2 separate regions of the Sorghum bicolor genome follow, and region 2 is linked to region 1. A link is a contact called in public HiCAR-type data. All regions are on one chromosome and are shown on one strand. Each heading gives the region's core, a stretch centred on a gene start, on an enhancer-like site or on the middle of the called end of the contact. The rest is flanking DNA. Distances are from core to core; before and after follow the strand shown.

Region 1 (5,877 bases), core at 357-2,856:
GGGCACACGCACAAGCTGGCACAGGCGTATACACACATATTCCGTTTTCACCACACAGACCGCGTACTTTGCAGAGCTGAGGAAATGCCATCCATGTGACTGACCATGATCTGTCTGCCATATTCAGACTGTATAATCTGAGGTTGCCATCATAATCCAGTGTTAGCCGCCTCATGATCCCAGGACCCCAGTCAGCAGCTGTGAAGGTTGTATTGTCACTTCCAAGGAAATGTCCCCAGGTATCAAAAGCCCCAGATGTACTGCTATTGAATGGCACTCTAAGCTTCTCCCAGATAGTCCTACTTGGATTTGGCCAATAGATAAAAGAAATATTTTTCTCGTCATCAAACAGAGAAAGAAGGTACTGATCGTCAAAATGGAAGCTGTAGTGGCCAGGAACAAGTAACCTGTTAGTAGAGACCAGCTTTGTAGGAGCAGTAATTATCTGAGTGGGTAGCAAGGTATCAGTAGGAGAATCAAAGCTTTGCCACAGGATGGCACCATCTTTGCCCGTCACAATGAAGTTCCCAGTGTCCAATAGCCGAGCTCGAACATCATGTCCAGCATCCGAAGCACTCACATTGTTGGTCCACACAATCTGGCCATTGTAATCTTTTAGAACCATGCTCCCGTCGACATCTAACTCAACTTTGGATCCCCAGGTGTACACAGGGTGGAGAGGATTCGCACTCCAGATGATGGTTCTTTTGGATGATCTGGAGAACCAGATGGAGAAGGTGGAGGCATTGGGAGAGATGCTGTAGAAGCCGCAGGTGAAAGTGCTATCTGGCGAGTGGAGCACATCAGAGCTGTGCTCTACAGAGAGAGAAGAAGCCGCTGACAGGAAATCATAGGCTGTGACAAGCGAAAGCAGATGAATCAACGTGAGGAGGAGAAGACTGGCTGAGCTCTCGTTCATGGTAGATGCTGCAGCTGTTAATGATCAATTGCGTGGAAGCAGATGAATATTGGTTAGGAGAAGCAGGCGCAGAATCAGGGTTATCTGAAAAATGGTGGGAAGTGTGCATATGATCCAGGGTGCATCTTGCAATGCATTATTATCCATGGACTCCTGCGAAGGTTAGGTTTGGAGTTTGGTATGTGCCCTCACATGGGTTGCTTTGGAAAAAGAGAAAATTTAGGATCGTGGTGATATATGTTATGGTTACACGCCTACCCATTATAGGCAGAGCTAGCTAGGTGAACATTTGTGGTCCATGAACCACCCCAAAATTAGTTCAAGGTTAAACTATAGTAGATGAGTTCTCTAAAATCATAAAAAATTGCACATGAACTGCTCTACAATTTAGCTTTACATCTAAGATGTACCACCCTTGCTTAAAGGTTTGGGTTAAAACCGGGTTTTTTGGTTTGGTTTTACTTTTGGGCTGTATTGGTTTGGATTGAAACAGGCTGAAAAGGCTGTTGGTCCAGTTTGGTTTGGGTCCTATTAAAGTGGGCTGAACTGGTTTGGCTATAAATAATAGAGTTTACAATAATTTTTATTCTATCTATTTATTTTTTTACTTTTGTTTATGGCTAAATATAAACAATAGCATGAGGTGCCGGTGAAATGGTGGGTTGGAAATCTTGCTCTAGATCCTAATACGCTGCTGCTACTCATGCGAACTTTTGCGCAAGTATTTTATGGAGGATACCTAATATGATGTAACCTCTTGTGCTTCATGGAGCAGATCAATTATTATATAAAAATTAGAGAAGAAGAAAAAGAAGCTAATCAGTTGTGTCGTTAAACTTGTTATGAGTACTTATTTTACTTGCATCAACATCTTTAGGGCATGTACAACGGGACTCTTCACTCCATCTCTACGATGAAGATTTTGCGAAAAACACCCTGACCAAGCTTGGAGACGGGGCTTGCGTCGCCTCATGAGACGATGGGGGCCGCTCGTGCTCCAAGGTCAGTCGACGGCTTCAGCACTGCTGTACGCGTCGCCTCTGGCAGTCGACGACGGATGGATTGATCTCGTGCACGCGCATATCTGATGGCTCCAAAATTGATCGATGGATCGCGGGCGCCACAGAGGGGGCCAAATATCAGAGTCACGGCCGGCGGAAGTGGAGGCACGGGCTGCGGATCGCGGGCGCCACAGAGGTGGCCAAAAAAGAATGCAATTATATATATATATATATATATATATATATATATATATATATATATATATATATATATATATATATATATATATATATATATATATATATATATATATATATATATATATATATATATATATATATATATATATATATATATATATATATATATATATATATATATATATATATATATATATATATATATATATATATATATATATATATATATATATATATATATATATATATGATTTGTATTGGTAATTTTTTAAAAAATAATTAGATTATGTTCATCTTATCTATGCTTGATCTGTTTCTATCAAATAGCCACACAATGATATACAAAAAATTATTCATAATTAATCCTAGCTACATACAAAGCATTAATAGCTTAGAAAACGATTTCTGTCTTTGGGTTGTATGGCATGTCTTTATATCTGTCTCTATGATAAATTTGATGTGCTTAGAGACGGACTCCTATTTGTGGGTTGTACATGCCATGCTCTCAGCAGGTCAACACGCCGCGTCTCCCTAGATAAGTTCGTCGAGTCTATTCTTGACCAGTGTCCGCCTAATCCCGGGCCGGTACCCACCACTAGACAACAGCAGCTCGTGACAGACAGAAAAGCGACTAATCTGGACTCCGTTGGACGTTTCTGAACTTTCCACGCAGCTTCATCAGAAACCAGCGGCTCTGCTCAAGAAAACATGGTGCAGGTGGGGTATGAGGCATTGTTCAAGTCTCAAATGTTTGTACCTTGTTTACTTTAGCCGAGGAAAAAAAAAGTGACAAAAGCTGGAATGGTTTGTAGCTTATCATGACACTCTCTGCCCCTTCCATGACTTCCGCAGTTCCACCGTCACTTGCCAGCTGCCTGCTGAACTCCACGCCGGCGTTGGTCAGTTCCTGGCTTCCTGTTGAAAAGGATGACCCACCTTTTTATTTAGCCTTATCAGCTAAATCTGCCGGTCATTCAACGGTATTTTTCTCTCACAATAAATCAGTTTGCATTGGCGCGGCGTGGTGACTGACCTCATACAATGATGTCCCATTAGAAAGCATTGCAAAAGTCTAGTGTACAACGATGTCGAATTGTCGACACATAAAAGTGAAACCATCTTGACGGCCTGGGCAACATTCGACAGTGAGCTGATGTAGGCTGAACGACCATGTTGCTTCAGATCCGAGTCAAACAGCAATGAAAAATCTCACCCAACAAAGCATCACAATGCACAGACACAACGGAACATCAGGTCCATTTCCTGCATATTTTCCTCGTCTCTTCTCTTTTTCTTTTTCCTTTTTTTGAGCCACATCTTATGTTCTTCTGGGCAAAACAGAAGATATTTCGAGACAATTCTATTGCAGCTTCTCTTCTCTTTTGTCTCTGAATCATACAAAATGGAGGTACAAGAGGGGAAAAAAAGGAAAACCCAATGCCATGTACTTTCAACATCCTCTATGTTCTGAGAAGCGGCAACAAAATCTCCACACCAAAGAATGAGGGGGGGTACAAAGCGGCTAGAGGGAACACATTTTCTAAGGAGATCTACAGGCGCAGGCGCTGCGGTAGAGAAGTTAAAAGAAGCCAACATGCTTATTACAAAAAGTAGTCTGGGGTCTTGCGCGTCATGTCTGGCTCGATTTGCCGCGGAGCTGGGTCGAATTGGAGGAAGTTCTGATCCATGTTCTCACCAATTTCAAGGATGGCAGCCATGTTCCCACATCGGTAGCAGTAGTTAGGCGCGCTGAACACAGTCACAACGTTCTTATCCTGCATCACACAATACAAAAAAACTCAAGATTCTATTCAATTTAGTAAGCAGTGGTTTGCCTAGCCTGTGATGGAAGGAGAAACACACAATTCAGATAATATGTAAGAGAAAACGGATGTGCCTAGTCTGCTTGGATTAGCCTGTATCTAGGCTAGTGCAATGCAGTCAACCTGTGTTTGGTTGCCCAAAGACTATTATGCGGCCCTTGCACAGCAGATTTGGTGGTACTAAGAAATGCAGCACAAATCAATGGACATACAAAAATAATATTGCTGCCTTCCCTACCTCTATTGAAAACATGAAACCTTTACTCGAGCATAGAGACAACTATCTACAACAGAATGTAAGCAACCAAACACACTGTCTTGGGTTGCATTGCATAAGCTGTAATGCAGACTAAGAAGGCTAATGCAAGCAACCAATCACACCCTAACATATTGCATAGGTTGTGCTGGATTGGGTTGTGCCGCGTAAAGCCTAATGCATGTTAAGACTAGTGCAAGCAACCAATCAAACGCTTAATGAATTGTTCCTTATCACTTTTCTGATACATGGGATAAATCATTGTTTCTGAGCAAGCTATATCTTATGTAATGGAGTGATCTATGTCTTCTCATAAATAAACACTTCATCAATCTTTTCTTTCGGGGAATAATTGTCCTCCGTTAGTGAATAAATTATGCTTAGAAACCATGCAATCTAACTGCTAAAACTTTGGCCACTAAGATGGTGTATGGTGATGTTAAGTCATGTAAATGGAAATGGAATCAAATGACACTGTAATCAGAGCTGGAATGGGTGATTGCGATCTTTGTTTGGTTTTTAATGTAAACGGTATCACATGTGAAGAGTTGATGTACCTACAACCGCATGAATGCAACTGGACTAGTCAAACCCAACTTATGCACCTTAGGATTGGAGATTGGGAAAGAGTGATTTAGTGCATGTTTGGTAGAGCTCCTCCTGCTCCAGATTCTCTGTGGAAGCTAATTCTCTGAGAGAAGTGATTCTCTGACTGGGAATGTTTTTATATGATAAACTATATGCTTATATTGAGTTTAGTGAGACTGTGGAGTGAATCAGGAAAAAAAAAACTACTTTTTTCAGCTCCTATCCCCATAGCTCATTTCAGAGAATCAATTCACAGAATCAGCATTGAATAACTTCTCGGTAAAAACTATTTGGCAGAGCTCCTAGATTTATCCAGGAAGCTGCTCTGGGAGCCCTGCCAAACAAGCCCTTAAGATCATGCAGCAGCCAGCTACCCATGGGAAATTGCTAGTGACAGCCCCACCTCAGCGGCTACCCTTGCCTCTGCATTTGACATCACTTTGCTGATGTGCTTCAGCCCAGAATCTCAAGCAGCCTACAATGTGCCTGCATCTCATCTATACAACTGCAAGCAGAGTTTTAACTCTTCTAGCAAGAACAGCAGCCATCACCATAGGGAAGGCAGAGCAAGCCATAGGACAGGTGCAGGGCCCTGGAGTTGAATCCAACTTCTGAACCTTCAGGCATACCAAAGGGACCACCAGGGAATAGGAGGGTCTAGTGGTGATTTCGCTTCCAAATGGATGGCATATTAGTATATTACTGTATTAGGATCAAAGTTCCTTATATATAGCAACAGAAATTCTTATTGATAATTAGTATCCTCAGAAACTTCTGCAGGAATGGGTTCACATACTTAATAAAAATGCCATAGCAGTTTGGTAAACAGAACTCTGATTTTTTTTAAAAAAAAACAATGGGTAGAATCAAACATGCTGGATACTAACCTGGCACCAATTGAACCCTTCCATTACAAGTTGATGAGCCCTTGAAATAAGACTTAGCCCATTTGTATGGTTGAATTGTTGTGCAATATCTTGGCCAAATGTGTATCCAGCACCCCTTGGTGAAATTCCCCACCCACATCGGTCATCCGGGTCAGACCACAAAAGATCACACATAGGTCCTTCATGGGGAACCTACAGCCAT
Region 2 (6,045 bases), core at 1,362-3,861, 270 kb before region 1:
ACACGTCCACACACGATGTCACTACTAGACACTGGAGTAGGAAGAGCAAGGGCATAGCTGATGGAGACTTCACCAATTTTGTTATTAGTATTTAGTGATAGGGTTCTAAATTTCTAATTCTATTCTACTTATTTATTTGTTGTACTAAATTACCTTTTATAAACTAAAATATATGGTGCAAATTAATTCTTTTTAGTTGTACTATATATTTTATACATTTGACATATCAAAAAAAATATTTGATGGGCCCTTACCTTTTTACCCTTTTGCTTGCACAAGGACCCTTAAAATTATAGAGACGGCCCTGACAAAAAATGATCACTTGTTTTAGACATGCATCATGACAATAATGTTCTGGTATATTTAACTCTTTATAATTAAGATAGTATATATTGTCATAGATATTACTCTATCCGTTTCAAATTATAAGTCGTTTTGAATTTTTTAGTATATTCATTTTACTATGTATCTAGATATAATAATATGTTTAGATACGTAGCAAAATGGATGAACCAAAACTGTCAAAACAACCTATAATTTAGAACGCAGTGAGTACTATTTATATTGGAAACTATGATGTGATGCCCTAGTTGACTTATTATGTCTGTGATAAGAAAAGAAGTAACTTGTGAAGAAAACTAACTTTTTTATGATGTGCTCATGAATAGTATATATCTAATAAAATTAAACTATGTTTGGATTCATTAGCTAGCTAACTATTACTTGTTATTAGCTGGTTTGGTCCAACCAGGGAATAGTCATATATCATAGAAGGCTATATCCAACCAATTTTTTATTCAGCAAGAAAAAAAAAGAAAGAAAAGCATAGCCTATCCCGCTTTCAAAATTGTTTGTCCTGGCGAATCTCCGGTTTGGGGAACTTTCTTAGAAAATTAGATTTGCACCCTTGAATTAAAGCACTCTTTTTTTTCCCACTCGGGTGCAAAGGAATGATAAGGTAGGAAGGGATACAGTACTAGGCTAACTACCTAATTTAATTCTCACTTAATAGTTAATAGAAGTGGTTAAGCTGTAGTCATTTACTATAATAATTTACTATATTAATAAATAATTTAATATAAATAGTTAATAAGTAACTATAATAATTTACTGTACTAAATAAATAATTTACTATAATATAAGTAGTTAAGTAGTCAAGTAGACTGAATTTTTTATCATAGCACTGCGTTAGTTCGATATTTAGCTAAAAAGTAGGTAGACTATTAGCTAGATTCTTTGGATAAAAAAGAGTTGACTATTATTAACAGCTAACTTTGCTTAGAAAACATGACGATTTTTTTAGCCCCTATTAGAGAATAAATTAATCACAGCAAAGGAGATATAGGGTCTGTTTGACATAACTCACAACAGTTTCATGAGTTGTTGTGATTTTTTTTTTTTGCCAAACACTCTTTTCAAAAACAGCTTCATGGGTGAAGCTATTTTTCTTCTTCTCTCACAGAGACATGAGTTGAGATTTATCTGAAAAAGTAACTTATCTTACCACTCCCCCTAATTTTTCTTTCATTCATGCATGAAGCTGTTGGTTTTAAAACAACTTAGCTTTACCTAAAAAGTTGCTCATGAAGCTTTTTTCTTTAAAAAAACAACCTCAGTAAAGCTGAGTTATGCCAAATAAGGTCATAAAAAGGGAAAGGAGAGGGAAAGAAGCAGCTAACTGTTAACTGTATAGATGGAAACCATTTTTTATCATTTTTTTTTGCGACAAAGATGCAAACAAGGTTTCAGAACGAGTGATGGAGCTAAAAAATAGATTTACCAGCTATTAGTTAATTTGGAGGAAGGGAGGAAAAAAATAACTCTTATTGTTACAACGACATAAGTAGCGTATGAATAGTACTCTCTCCATTCTAAATTGACGTTTAACTTTTTTTACCTTAAGTTTGATCATTCGTCTTATTTTAAAAAAATATGCAAAAATTGTCAAATTTAAGTCACTCTTGAAGAATTTTTATTAATAAACTAAACTACGGCAAAAAGAATTGATATTTTGCACAAACTTTAAATAAAGACGAATGGTTAAATTTGATGTTAAAAAAAATCAAATATCTTATAATTTAGGATAAATTGAGTAGACTCGAGGGGGAAGCTGAAGCTAGAGTTAATTCTCCCTAGCTGGCTGTAAAGAAGAGAACAACATGTGTGTATTTGGGGTGGGGGGGTTGAGACAACAATGCCGTACACCCCACCCCAGTTGATTTTCGCTTTTGTTTTCAGACTTTGGGCAAAAAAGAAACTCATGAATGAAATGAATAAAAGCACAAGGCCATGCATACTTCAAACATACACGCATGCCCCCCATCCCTTTCCCTGGTTTTTTGGGCATCTTGAGGTTGACATCCCTGCGTCGGCCTGACCCAGGGGTCCAGGGCTGCAGCCGCCCTTGCTGCCTGCGTCCTTCTCAGCAGCCCTGTGTGCGGTGCGGGGTGCCGGTGTGCGGTGTGGTGTGGTGCCCGCCCCTGCGCGGCGCAGCACCCCCAGGGACGGGACGCGGACGGGCCCTCCCCTTCCCCTTCCCCTCTTCTGTCTCTCTCCCCTCCACGCTTTTTAAATAGAGCAGGCCACGGCTCCCCTGAGGCACAAGTGAACTCAACCGCGACCGATCTCTCCTGCTCTGCTCTGCCTGCCTCCGCCCTCGTCTTCCTCTGCACGGACGGAGAGGGCGAGCACCACCATCATGGTGAGTTTCTCCACTTGGACTTCCCTTTGTCGCCGTTGCTGCTGGTGCTGGGGCATTTGTTTGCTAGCTAGCTAGCTCCATCGGTCGTCCGTCGGTGCTGCTGTTTGTCCGATCCTTGATCGGCTAACTAACTATTTCTCGTCGCGTTGCTCATCGATTTGTTCGTGGTGATGAAATTGCAGGAGGACGGCGCGCGGGATGCGGAGCGGTGGGAGGGGTACGTGGACTGGAGGAACCGGCCGGCGACCAGGGGCCGGCACGGCGGCATGGTCGCCGCCTCCTTCGTGCTCGGTAACCGATCGATCGATCGCCTGCCTCCCTCTCTGCTTCTAGATTCCTTTTTCTTTTTTAGCTCTGTACGTTGATTGCGGCCGGGGCCCGGCAGCAAGTATGGGACCTCCTGGTTGGGGGGGTGCGGGGGGGAAAAAGCCATGGCGAGCGGGAGGGAGGGGAGGCCTGCGACGACGGATCGAATAGGATACTGGTGGTCTCCAACCATGCACGGAGCCTCGCAGCGCAGCGCAGCGCAGAGCCGAACCGAGGGCCTCTGCAAGCCTGAAAGCCACGGCTTCCATTCCCTCTGCTTTCTTCTTCTCCTCCTCCTCCCCCTATCTTTCCCTGCTGCTTTCGTCGATCCGACAGGTGGTGCTCGAGGACCCTTTCTTTCTCGCTGCTTTTTCCTCCTCTCCCACTGGCCGGCCGGCCGCGGCCTCCGTTGCCGTTGGGCTCCATTTGTTCTCTCCTCTCCCTCCTTTCGCTCCCTTTCACATACTACAGTTCCTGCTCGCGCTCCTCGATCGCCTGCAACTTGCGCCCCCCGGGAAATTCGGCGTCCAATTGCGCCACGAACCGAAGAAAAGCAAAGCCCCCCCACAACTTGCGTGCATGCACTGCATCTGATCTGCATGACCCGACCCGGACCGGACCCGTGGGTGCAGTTGGTGTTGGTGGATGATTCCTCTCCTCTCCTCGCGTTTTTTTTTTTTGCTTGCTTGCTTGCTTTTTTTTTTGGTTCCATCCATGGAGCACCACCACGCACTGCTCCAACAGAGCACGGTGGCGTGCGTCGCGTCGTCCATGGTTCAACCATCCTCTGCTCTGCTCTCTGCTGTGCGCCTGCGCCTGTCCGTCGTCGATCTGGAACTGGAAGCCTTTCCTTTCCTCTCTCTCTCTCTCGCTGCACACAAGTTGCCGCGGACGGACGGACGGTTGCATGTGCGCAGGGGGAAACTGAAACTAGTCTGTATAGTACGTGACGATGAGTGTTGTCAATAGTCATCGTCAGGACTGTTTTGTTTTTGTTTTTTTTCCTCCTCTCATCTCATCTGATGAGTGATGACGAGAGCGGTTGGTTGCACAGATTTGGATGGGTCTGAAGCCGTTGAGGCGCACACCGCAGTCCGTCGTCCCAAAGCCGGGCATTAAAACGCGGCACGAATCACAATGCACAAATGGCTCGCGGACTTTAAATTTGGCTGGCCGGACGGTACGCATCGGGAACGCCACACGCACATCATGGGGGCGTTATGTCAGTTACGTACTCTACTACTACCGCACATGCTGCTTACTTAACTGTAGTACGTGATTTTTTTAAAAATAAAATATAGTACGGAAACAATTTAGTAATTTGATGCGACTGCATGCTTTTGTTTTGTCTGCACTAGCTAGGGGAAGGAAAAAGCTGTGTACCTTTACAGGATGATAATTAGCTACTAATAATTTGTAGTAGTTCCAGCTGGAACTTACTAGCCATCTATCATCGCTTTGAATCATTATTCCCATGATGTTTCAAAGAAGGAATGGATTGCTTGTAGTAGTAGTCGTCATGCGTGATGGCTGGCTGGCGCTGAACTGAATTGCTGTACGTGTGTGTGTGTGTGCATGCAGTGGTGGAGGTGCTGGAGAACCTGGCGTTCCTGGCGAACGCGAGCAACCTGGTGACGTACCTGATGGGGTTCATGCACTACTCGCCGTCGCAGTCCGCCACCACCGTCACCAACTTCATGGGCACCGCGTTCCTGCTCGCGCTCCTCGGCGGCTTCCTCTCCGACGCCTTCTTCACCACCTACACCATCTACATCCTCAGCGCCTTCATCGAGTTCATGGTACGTCCTCCACAAACAAACTGCGCACGCGCCAAAAATCCATCCTCTATTTGTCAAAAACTAGCTATATATCTACTAAAAAAGAAAAAAAAAACAGAAATATCTATCACTCATGCAATGCAAGTTTACTCCTATATATCTATGCTATCCCCATCTGCCTTGTCATCACGTCATGGCCGGGAATGGGATGGTACCAAGTTAAACAATGCGTGCGTACACGTACCCTGCTGTTCCCTGTAGGAGTATAGGGCGTGGTAGAGTATTGTGATGTTGTTTAATATCTAAACATATCTCTACGGTGGCGGTGGTCGTCGTACACGTATCGTATCTCCAAAGGCTGGTGGCGTGAGAGGAATATACTAGCCGATATATACAGTGTCCAGCTGTGCCGCCACGTCAGTGCTTGACTTCTCTTTCTCTAGACCCGTTGCTCTCATGATCTATGCTTCGCTGACGCGGCCGGCCGGGATGGCTAGCTTTAGTTGGGTCAGTTAGAATATCTCAGCTGTCTTCCTCTTCCATGGCATGCATCAAGCCCTTCACCTAGAAAAGTGGTTAGGAGGGGACACGTACGTGGCCTGGACTGCGACCGTACGTAGTTTTTCCTATGAGGAATCAATTAATTCACCACTAGTAAATCTCATCATCACCAACGTTAAAAGGTCAGAGATGGCTGTACACTCTCAGCTGAAGATCGCCGTGTGTGTTTGCGTGTTCCACGTCCATCACCTGTGTACTGTCAGCTGACCAGCAGTATCTAGATTATTAATTAACCAGCAGGAGATCGAGGCGAGAGATGCAAGCTCATGCATGCACAACACCCTGCGATTTGGGTTAAGGAGCAATTAATTGCAAAATTAGGGCCAATGATTAACGGTAGCCATCACTTTATTCGCCACGCACCACTGCTAGCTATATACGTATATATGTATCTAAGATGATCGATGGGGGTCGATTTGACTGCATACATACGTACCCTGGGTCAAAGGGAAGCTAATCACATCTCCTTCATACATTGTGCTGTCACTGCACCTGTGGCCTATATATGTGATTAGGGCCGGCCGGCGGGCATGGCCTTAAGCTAGCTGAACCATCCGATCCGTGTAGCCGTACGTAGTAGCGGCCTTGTTCGGGCAAATCAGTGGACCTCACTCCTGTCGCTTTTAGAAAAGAACCGGAGGCGCAACAATATCCCTGTGAAACCCGTTTGTCGCCAAGGGTGCCCTCTTAAGCTTGTCT

The links. HiCAR-type assays count read pairs that join an accessible place to other places.
Region 2: a contact with region 1 is called in a HiCAR-type map of leaf, with 6 times the contacts expected there. The contact joins the promoter of LOC8065037 here to the promoter of LOC8079310 in region 1. A contact is called at or near these places in 1 of 4 Hi-C or Micro-C datasets (leaf mesophyll) and 1 of 1 datasets of contacts at active chromatin or transcription factors (leaf).

What each region holds. Positions count from the first base shown.
Region 1 is chr10:51,071,835-51,077,711 of Sorghum_bicolor_NCBIv3, reverse strand. LOC8079310 (putative receptor protein kinase ZmPK1) reads right to left here and starts at 1,606. Exons shown (of 1, transcript XM_002437149.2): 1 at 1-1,606. The coding sequence starts at 919. LOC8065034 (serine/threonine-protein phosphatase PP2A-1 catalytic subunit) reads right to left here. Exons shown (of 6, transcript XM_002437148.2): 5 at 5,676-5,867; 6 at 3,440-3,896. The coding sequence ends at 3,723.
Region 2 is chr10:51,341,815-51,347,859 of Sorghum_bicolor_NCBIv3, reverse strand. LOC8065037 (protein NRT1/ PTR FAMILY 4.6) reads left to right here and starts at 2,611. Exons shown (of 5, transcript XM_021450098.1): 1 at 2,611-2,701; 2 at 2,884-2,992; 3 at 4,062-4,233; 4 at 4,589-4,806. The coding sequence starts at 2,900.